2 separate regions of the Hordeum vulgare genome follow, and region 2 is linked to region 1. A link is a contact called in public Hi-C data. All regions are on one chromosome and are shown on one strand. The core of a region is the stretch at or near the end of the contact, and the rest is flanking DNA. Distances in the headings are between cores, read along the strand shown. Region 1 holds the start of LOC123400179 (mediator of RNA polymerase II transcription subunit 4). Region 2 holds the start of LOC123400185 (la-related protein 1B-like).

Region 1 (4,563 bases), core at 621-3,120:
AGAAGCCGAACATAAAATTTTATTTTAGAAGTCTACTAATTGAGGGTCAAATAGTAGGTTGAGGAGGGGGCAGCTTATTTCCACAGATATCCATAAGCCCCAAAAGAACTGGCTAAACATTAATTTTCATAGTATGAAACCACGGCAACCAGCGAACAAGTTTATTTTAAGTCCAATCTTCAAAGTAAAGCACCATAAAGAAGTGATGGATTGTGCTGGCAAACTGGCAACCAAGGTGATGATATTTTGTTTTAATTGCTTAAGAAGAACCATAGAGCTTTTATTGCTATTATGTGTTCTCATGTTATCTCAAGGGTTGGTTAACCTGATGTCAGAAGACAACACTTCTTTGTGTCCAAATGAATTATGAATAATAACAGAAGGAGCACATCTCTTGCGCAACACAAATTGCTATTTAGAAAATCAAATCAGACAAATCGTGTTGCCAATACGCCTGAAAAGTGAAGAAAATACAAAACGTTCCTGTGCAAGATTGATGTATCTAGCCTGGTTAGCCACCAGATATGAAAGAATTGTGTGTATCAGGGGAAGTTCCAATATATCAGGTTTGTAGACACTGAATGTGCTCATCCTTTCAGGGACTTTCGGTTGGATTTCATTATATTATCTTTTCACATTCAGCGACTTCAACTGAATGTACTCCGGGTAATGGAAAACGAAGGGCAGCATAATTTGTGCTTGGTTTCTTGGCATTGTTATGATTTTGAGCCGATTGCTTCGGGTATCCGCACTTCTTATGATACAGAAGTGTTTAATCAGTTCTGCTTCCAGTGGTAGCTACTACTACTAACATCACAGTATATACTACGTATTACTCAAAGGTTGCGAACCTAACATGCATAATACGTACAATCATATAGTACATGAGAAACAATATAAATGTGGGGAACAGGAAACAGCACAGGAGCATCTGTTGGGACATTACCGCAAACACCTGTTGCGCGTCCAGAACCGGGGCTCCATTCCCGGCCTTGAGATCCCACAGGCAGATCTTCTTATCATACGAGCCACTCAGCAGGAACCCCTCCTTCCTCGCGCTCCAAGCCAGCCCATACCCCTCCGCGCCATGACCCCTGAGCACGACATCCGCGCCCCGCTTCTCGCCGTCGTCCCCGAGGTGGTACACGTGCACCTCATCGACGCAAGTCTTGGTGGCCACTGTATATGGCTGCTGCGGCATGCACCGGGCGCGATTAACCTCGCCCTGATGCGGCGCCGAGCGGCCGATGGACACGGACGGGGCCGGGACGGCGCGGCCCTCGGCGGCCGCCGCCGCGGCCAGGCGCGGCGGGAGCGGGAGGACGGCGTCGACGAGCATGAGGTGGTTGGGGGAGTCGTCGGAGGCGTGGGTGCCGAGGACGAGGCGGTGGGAGCGGGCGGCGGCCGGCGACCCCGAGGGGAACCACTGGACGGTGAGCGAGGGCCACTCGAGCGGGTGCGACATGACGAGGTCGTAGAGCACCGGCGTGTTCTTCTTCCAGTTGAGGTACTCCTCCATCTCCGCGTCGGCGGCGGCCGCGGCGGCCGCGACGGCCTGGAAGGAGGAGCCGCCGTCCATTGCTGATTTGCTCTGCGCGGGAAAGTGGAGGCGGCGAACTGTCTCCCGCCAAAATGATCGGTGGTGAGGACGCCGAGGGTTTCAACGCGAGGTTTTATTGCGGATCTGATGGGCTTGTTGGGCTGCAAAGCCTAACTATATGCAAGTCATCAAGCCCAGATCTCTCAAAGAAAAGTCATCAAGCCCAGATCTCCCTCAAAAAAAAAAGTCATGAAGCCCAGATTCATGTCAGGCCCAGGATCCCACTGCCTAATAGCCCGGCTAGTCTACGAGCTTCTGGTCCTCGCATTGGATTCCTCAATCCGCCGCCCCCGCCGCCGCGATGATGCAGCACATGCCGTCGCCGGCGAGGCTAGGCGTGACAGCCTCGTCGCCGTCGCTCCCGCCCAACCAGTCTCCCGCAAACCCCACCTCGTCGCCGCCGCAGGCCAACCCGCCGTCCGCGAGCGCGGCGGCGGCTGCAGCCGGAGCCGGAGCCGCGGTCCCAACCCTAACCACCTCGCCGGCGCTGCTCCCGCTCCTGCCGCCGCTCCCGCGCGCGCAGTCGCTGCTCCACCTCATCTCCTCCCTCGCCTCCAACCTCTTCGAGCTCTCGCCCAACCGCGCCGCCTGGATCTCGTCGTACAGGGGCTCCCTCCCCAACTTCCTCGCGTCGTCGTCGGCTTCCGCGGCGCCTACGCCGCTGCCGGCCCCCGTCTCCACCACCAAGGAGGCGATGTCGATGCTCACCTCCCTCCAGACGCAGCTCTTCGAGACCGTCGCCGAGCTGCAGGAGACCCTCGACCTGCAGGACGCGCGCGCCAAGCTCGCTCGCGAGGCGCGCGCCAAGGATGCTTCGCTGCTCGCCTTCGCGAAGAAGCTGCGTGAGGCCCACCACGTGCTTGACCGCCTCGTCGACGACTACGCCGACTACCGCCGCGATCCCAAGCGCCCGCGTGGCGCAGCGGCTGTCGACGAGCCCGAGCCGGTGTCGCAGGGCGACTTCGGCGCGTCCCTCCACTCCAAGCTCAAGCTGGACGACATCTTGACCTATGCGCATCGCATAAGCTACACGACTTTTGCGCCGCCGGAGCATGGTGCTGGGCTGCCTCTGAGGGGTGCATTGCCGCCTGCGCCACAGGATAACGAGCTGCGGATGTCGCAGCTGTATCAGTTTGCTGATTTGGATGTTGGGGTGCCCAAGAAACCCCTGGAAACCAAGGAGGGGCTCACAGCAGAGATGGAGTCCATGCCGCTGTTCGAGCTACCGGAGGAAGAGCCTCCGCGGCCATCTATGCTACCAATCACGGTGCCACCAGGGTGGCAGAAAGGTTTGCCTGCTCTGCTTCCTGCTTTTCCAATGCCACCACCTGGATGGAAGCCTGGGGACCCGATCGAGCTGGGTGGCATCATTCCTGCTGTCAAGCCTGATGAACAACGACCCAGTGTACCAATTCCTGTTGGGGTGCAACCAATGGTGCCAAGGGCCCAAGAGCCAATACAGGTCGCGGCTGTGAACCTTGAAATCAGTTCTAGCAGCGATGAGTACAGTAGCGACGTCGGGAGCTCAGATGAAGACGATGAGGACTAATGCTTTTGTAAGCTCGACCATTTCGTCATTTGTGTGTTTCCATATCCAGTGTAGCTCATTTTAGTGTAAGCTTTGGCTAGTATTATGTCATGTGCTTGTCTGTTCAAACTACTGCAAACACAAAATCTATTCGATAATAGATTTGACTTAAATTTGTGCTGGTTTAGTACAGCAGTCACTAGATCACTTTTTCTGATAAATGCAGCCAGTCTAAATGTTCAATTTTCTTGACCTTTGTTTCAAAAACAAAAACTTTATTCTCTATGAGGTTTGGCTTAAACTTGTGCCAGTCTAGTACACCAGTCACTGGACCACTTGCTGTGATAAATACAGCCAATGTTGACCGTGTTCAGTTTCCTTGACCTTTGTAGTTCAAGATGTTCAGTTTCCTTGACCTTTGTAGTTCAAGATGCTCAGTTTCCTTGACCTCTGTAGTTCAAGATGTTCGGTTTCCTTGACCTTTGCAACCACTATTAACCCAAAACCTGGCCTCTATTTTGGAATGTAAATGTCATGATTTAATGTTTTAGTTCATCATTGTAGGTTTCAGTTGTAATTGCCTGCTAGTGTAGTCCTAGGCTAAGCTTTTTGAGTACATCATTCCATGTTTATGGACATCTTCTCAAATCTTCCTGCGTACTTGTGCACTTTGGACTTTGGAGTGATTGCCTTCGTTTGATGGCGCCTTATCCCATACGCCTAATGTCATCCTTTACATGATTCCTCTCTTCATCTCTTAGAGCATCTCTAGTAGAACCCTCAAACCCTTAAATCTAAAACCAGTTTTAAGGGTTGAGAATTGGTCATTTTTGACACTTTTAAGGGTTCAAAAACAGGGGGCAAAGACTAGAACCCTCAAACCCAACCCTTATTTTTTCCGTTATAAGGGTTGGGTTTGAGGGTTCTAGTCTTTGCCCCAACCCCAACCCTTAAAACTGTCATTTCATATATCACACATTTCATCATATGACATATCACAAATTCAATCACATTTGACATAAAACGATAATCATTCTAGTTATTATTACACCACCAAATAAAACAATAATCGTTCAAATCATTACAACAATGTTTGAGCAAATTACAATAATTGTTCGAATCAAATTGGACATAGAAAAGTAAAACAAAGATACATCATGGGCCAATGCGCCGCCCATCCAAATGTCAGTGGTGCTCTACTAGATCATCCCGGAGCCAATTCGTGGTTATCACAGCGATACAACGATCAGACAATTGATAAACCAATTCAACCAATACCAAACTACCAACAATCAGATAATGCACATTACAACAATCCTGACATCTCTGTCTCAGCCATACCAACAATCAGGCAATCCATACATCTTTGTCTCAGGTATGTCTAGGAACAAGAAATTGCAACACTTCCAATTCGTGGTTATGACAGACATACAAC
Region 2 (4,563 bases), core at 542-3,041, 160 kb before region 1:
TTGCTGGCCGGGCAGTGCTGTGCGTGCAACGGCTGCCTCGTTGCCGCCCTAGACGACATTCGTGCCAACTTGGAACCTAGCTACTACGCCCCGGCCCGGATTACGGCCTCTTTTTACGGTACGTGGCAGCGTGAGACGAGCCTGCCTGCATGCATGCATGGACCGACCTGGAATCACCTTCTGCCACACGTACGCGCTGGTCCTGCCCTCGGTGTTGGTGAAACAAGACCGGGTAAAAAAAAACAAGATCGGGCCAGACAGCGATTTTGTATTCAAAAATTGGAACCAGCTGAAGGCTAGCGCAGATGTCAAAGAAAACTACTCCCTTTCTAAATATAAGTCTTTTTAGACATTTCATTAGAGGGCTACATACGAAGCAAAATGAATGAATCTATATTCTAAATTATGTCTATATACATCTGTATGTAGTCTTTTTAGTGAAACCTCTTAAAAGACTTATATTTAAGAACGGAGGGAGTAGCTACGTGCATGTGCAAGCGTATGATACCGCTGGTCAATGTGCGCCGGAATCAGATCGAGCCCAACTGCTAGTGCCTTTGTAGTTTTGTTGACCCGATTTCCCTGCGGTCCGGGCATCTCCTCCTTCCTTTCGGCAGCGAAAAGGCACGTAGATAGATTTATGCACGCCCGCACGCACGCACGAACCAGGGATCGATCGACGGCGCAAACGTGCACCGGGAGATCTTCAAATCTGCAAGCCATCGTGTACGCGTCCGCAGCTGCAATTTCCTTCCTGCCCGAGCCAGCCCGTGTCCATTTTCCAGCTCCCGGAGAAAAGAAACGGAATTTGCTGGCTGGCGGCCTCCAGGAGACACGGGGGAAACCGCAAGGAACCTGCTGCTGGCTGGTAAACCGCATTCACTGGACGGATGGACGCGTTTGCAGCGATTGCCTCGATGCCTTGACCCAACAGCATGGGTCGTGTCAACAAGTAGTCGTGCCAACACGGAGTTCAATCTATCACGTCTCACTTGCCAGTCACCACGCCGGTGACAGTTAATTTCCTTCTGGTTTTGTTCGTCCGGAAACTACTCCACTGGTTTACAGTCAGCTTCTTTACTTTATTTACGGCGCCGGGCGGCGATGTGGTCCTACCTAGCTTCTCCCGCCGGAACAGTGACGCCTGGTCTTGAGCTGCTGGTTAATGGCGCGCATAGAGAAACAAAATTCATGGTCAAACACGTACGGTGGGACGAAACGGCAGCTGGTGGACGTCGCCCCGCTGCTCACTGCTCACGTACGTACGTACAAAACACAGAGTCGAACAACGCGGCCGTACTGTTTAGCGCGTGGAGACGAGACGATCTCCTGGTCCGAAGCCTGGACCAGTTAACCACTGTGCCCAGTGAAGAGTCGCTAGCTAGCTAGCTGGGTGGTCATGCAAAGCGCGCCACGCCGCTGATAAATCGCACACATGTCCTATGCACGTACGGCCCTCCTCCTCCTCCTCTTCCATGCTGCTACTAATTATAATTTCTCGTTTATCACAAGTAAAATAAAAAAACGGTCCCTCATTTTTAAAATTTATTTAGAAGCGAATAAAGCAATCTAGCACTACCAGCATGTGTGATGTGTCAGCCTAATAACACGGCCATTGTCTGTTTAGCAGCGGCGACAGTTGGGAAATACGCACAACAAAATCATTCTGTCCTGAGGCTGAGCGAGGGGCGTGGCTTTCCCGGAAATGCCCCGCCAGTTGCCCTAGAATTTCCCACCAAACCCCTCCACCGCCGCCGCCCCTCCCCTCCGCTCCGGTTCCATTCCTTCTCCACCCCCACCTCTCTCTACTCCCTCCCCCCACTCCTCTCCACCCAGCCTCCTCGTCTCCTCCGTTCCCGATTAAATCGCGGTCCAAAACCCCTCCTCCGGTCCACCGCCGCCCCTGCCCCGCCATGTCGCCGGCCGCTGGAGGCGCCGCGCCCACGCAACCGGCGGCCAGCGCCGCCCTGGCGCCGGCGGCGATCGCCGCGCCGCCGCCCCAGGCACCGTCACGGGAGAACCCGCGCGATCCGGCCGAGGGGGCCGATCCCGGCAATGCGGCGGCGAGGAAGACGGCGTGGAACGTGCCGCCGCCGCCGCCCCCCGCCGCCGGCGGCATCATGGGCGGCGACGAGTCCTGGCCGGCGCTCGCGGACTCGGCTGCGCGGGCCTGGCCCAAGTCCGCCTCCTCGGACTCCCTCTCCGATGGCTCCGCCCCCTCCGCCCCGGTAACTGAATCCCCCCATCAAGTTTCACACGTGTACTGTGCTGATGCATCTGGGAAACCGCTTCTCGTGTTCAGTTTTTTTCTTCCCAGCACTGCCTGATGAATTTTTTGGTGTCTGATGAATGAATCTGTGGATGTAATCAGGAGGATTCGATTGTGCCGCCGCCGCAGCAGCCACAGCGGGTTTCTACTCCGATCTCTACTGCCCCAAGCACAAGCCCAGGCCCTGCCTCAACCTCTCATACTCCCAGTGCCACCACCACCACGGCCTCGTCGCCGCGGAACGGCAGCACTAGCCAGCCAATTTTAGTTCGGCATGGTGGCGGTAACGGTGGTAACAGTGGAGGGGGCGGCGGTGGCAATGTGAGTACTCATAGCCAGAGCACCGGTAATTATAGCAGTGATGGAAACAGCAGTAGTGGTGGTGATGGTAACTGGAACGATGGGGGTCTTAGTGGTGGCAGCAACTTGAACTCTGGTGTTCATAGCGGCGCCATTGGTGGCAGTGGTGTTGACCATAATAGGAGGGTGTTTGGCGGTAACAATTGGAATGGCAACGGTCGTGGTGGTGGTGGTGGTGGTGGTGGTAGCTATAACAATGCCACCGGGAGTGGTGATGGGGGATACAGATATAACGGCGGTAGTGGCAGCGGCCACTGGAACAATAATGCCCGACATGGTAGTGGTAACAACAACGGCTTTGGTGGTCGTGGCGGTCGGAATCGTCGTGACCACGAAAGAGGGAGTAATTTCTCGCCAAGGAACTATTCCCGAGCATTGCCAATGCCGCAGCAGCAGGGCTATTACCAGCCTGGACCATTTCAACGGCCGCCGCCGCAATCACCTGCTGCTGCCCATTTTATGATGCCACCTTTCGTGTCATATGTGCAACCCATTGCGTACCCCTGTAAGTTAATTCATCCTGTGTCATCCTTTAGACCTTTACTATCAATTCTTATCTCTTTTGTAACGTGGTTAGTGTGTAAATATGCAGCTGATTTACAGGTCTCCTATCCTTACTATGTCACACAAGTTGAGCAGCAGTTTCAGAACATGCATCTTATCCGACCGCCAATGCAGCCTTTGGCGCTTCAGCAAGATCAAATAAAACTCCAAAATGATATCCAGCTGCAGATTGAGCACTATTTTAGGTAGTGAATCTACTTCATAATTCTTGAGAAGTTATTGTTGTTTTTATGCTAATTGTTTGTTTTGCTTTTTTTTTGTTAGCACTAATAATCTTTGCCACGACACATACTTGAGAGAACGTATGGATGATCAAGGATGGGTACCTATTGACTTAATCGCTGGATTCCCTATGGTCTGTCTTTTAATTCTCATTTGGTTCCTTTTTTCATGTCAGTTCAGGATGTAGCCTTTCTGTTGTTCTAAATCTCTCCTGACAGGTTTAACGCTAGTGTGATACCTCTGCTGATTGTACTTTCACATATTAGATAACTTATGTTGCAAGATCGGAACTTGGAAATTTACTTGGTACACTATTCTACGAATGACTATGAGTTCGTGAGTTTGTTTCGTAAACGGCAAGATTGTATCTACATTTACTTGTCTATGTAATTTTTGTGCTCTTTTTGTGCGTGGCGAGGGGAGAGGGGGGTGGAGTTCATTTTTGAATAATTCAAGACATGTTTACTACATATGGTTCTTTGTGTCACTAGAAATGTGACAATTATAAAATGAGGATCACTTGATTTTGTCGGGCAAGACAATAGAAGTCTAGAAGATACTTGTAAGTACTAAATTACAGTTCTTAATCTCGTGTGCATCACACAAATATTATTTGTTTAACATTTTCATATTTTGGGAAATTTATTTGAAAGTATACTAACTTGCTTCGTAGTGCTTCTCCGGTAGAGTGTTGTAGATTTGCTACATTACTCCAGCTGAGTTGTTCTCTTCTCGATGGAATATTGTTTGGTTCTAGTATGGTAACATTGCAACAGTAGTTGTGAAAAATTGCAGACTCTACAAATGTGAGTTTAATTAGTATTTCTTGCATGGCAACTTTGTATCTTTTCTAACCTTCTTGCTGGTTACCTTTTTTCCAATTCTAGATTTAGAGTCATTTTGCAAAATATTATTGCTAGCTACATTTGCATTTGACTAGCAATTTCTTTATAGTTAACAGGTGATATAACTAAATCGGTATCATAATTCAAATATTGCAATCCATTAGTACTGCAATGTTGACCTCTTGGGTTAAGAGTTCACTAAAATACAACTTGCCAAAATTATTCTTGAGATATAAACCAAGAAAGTGATGTGAGTAAGGAACTGAAGCTGGTGCTTTGGAGGAAGGTTTTTGCTGTTGAGAG

Evidence for each region. A called contact is a pair of places that touch in the nucleus more often than the background predicts.
Region 2: a contact with region 1 is called in a Hi-C map of seedling, with 4 times the contacts expected there. The contact joins the promoter of LOC123400185 here to the promoter of LOC123400179 in region 1. A contact is called at or near these places in 5 of 6 Hi-C or Micro-C datasets (leaf, seedling and an unstated tissue) and 1 of 1 datasets of contacts at active chromatin or transcription factors (embryo).

What each region holds. Positions count from the first base shown.
Region 1 is chr5H:505,144,992-505,149,554 of MorexV3_pseudomolecules_assembly, reverse strand. It overlaps LOC123400179 (mediator of RNA polymerase II transcription subunit 4), which reads left to right and starts at 1,870. Exons shown (of 1, transcript XM_045094599.1): 1 at 1,870-3,315. The coding sequence starts at 1,902. The coding sequence ends at 3,149. LOC123400180 (histone-binding protein MSI1 homolog) reads right to left here and starts at 1,639. Exons shown (of 5, transcript XM_045094600.1): 1 at 947-1,639. The coding sequence starts at 1,579.
Region 2 is chr5H:505,300,180-505,304,742 of MorexV3_pseudomolecules_assembly, reverse strand. LOC123400185 (la-related protein 1B-like) reads left to right here and starts at 1,791. Exons shown (of 7, transcript XM_045094603.1): 1 at 1,791-2,228; 2 at 2,372-3,134; 3 at 3,222-3,378; 4 at 3,458-3,548. The coding sequence starts at 1,914.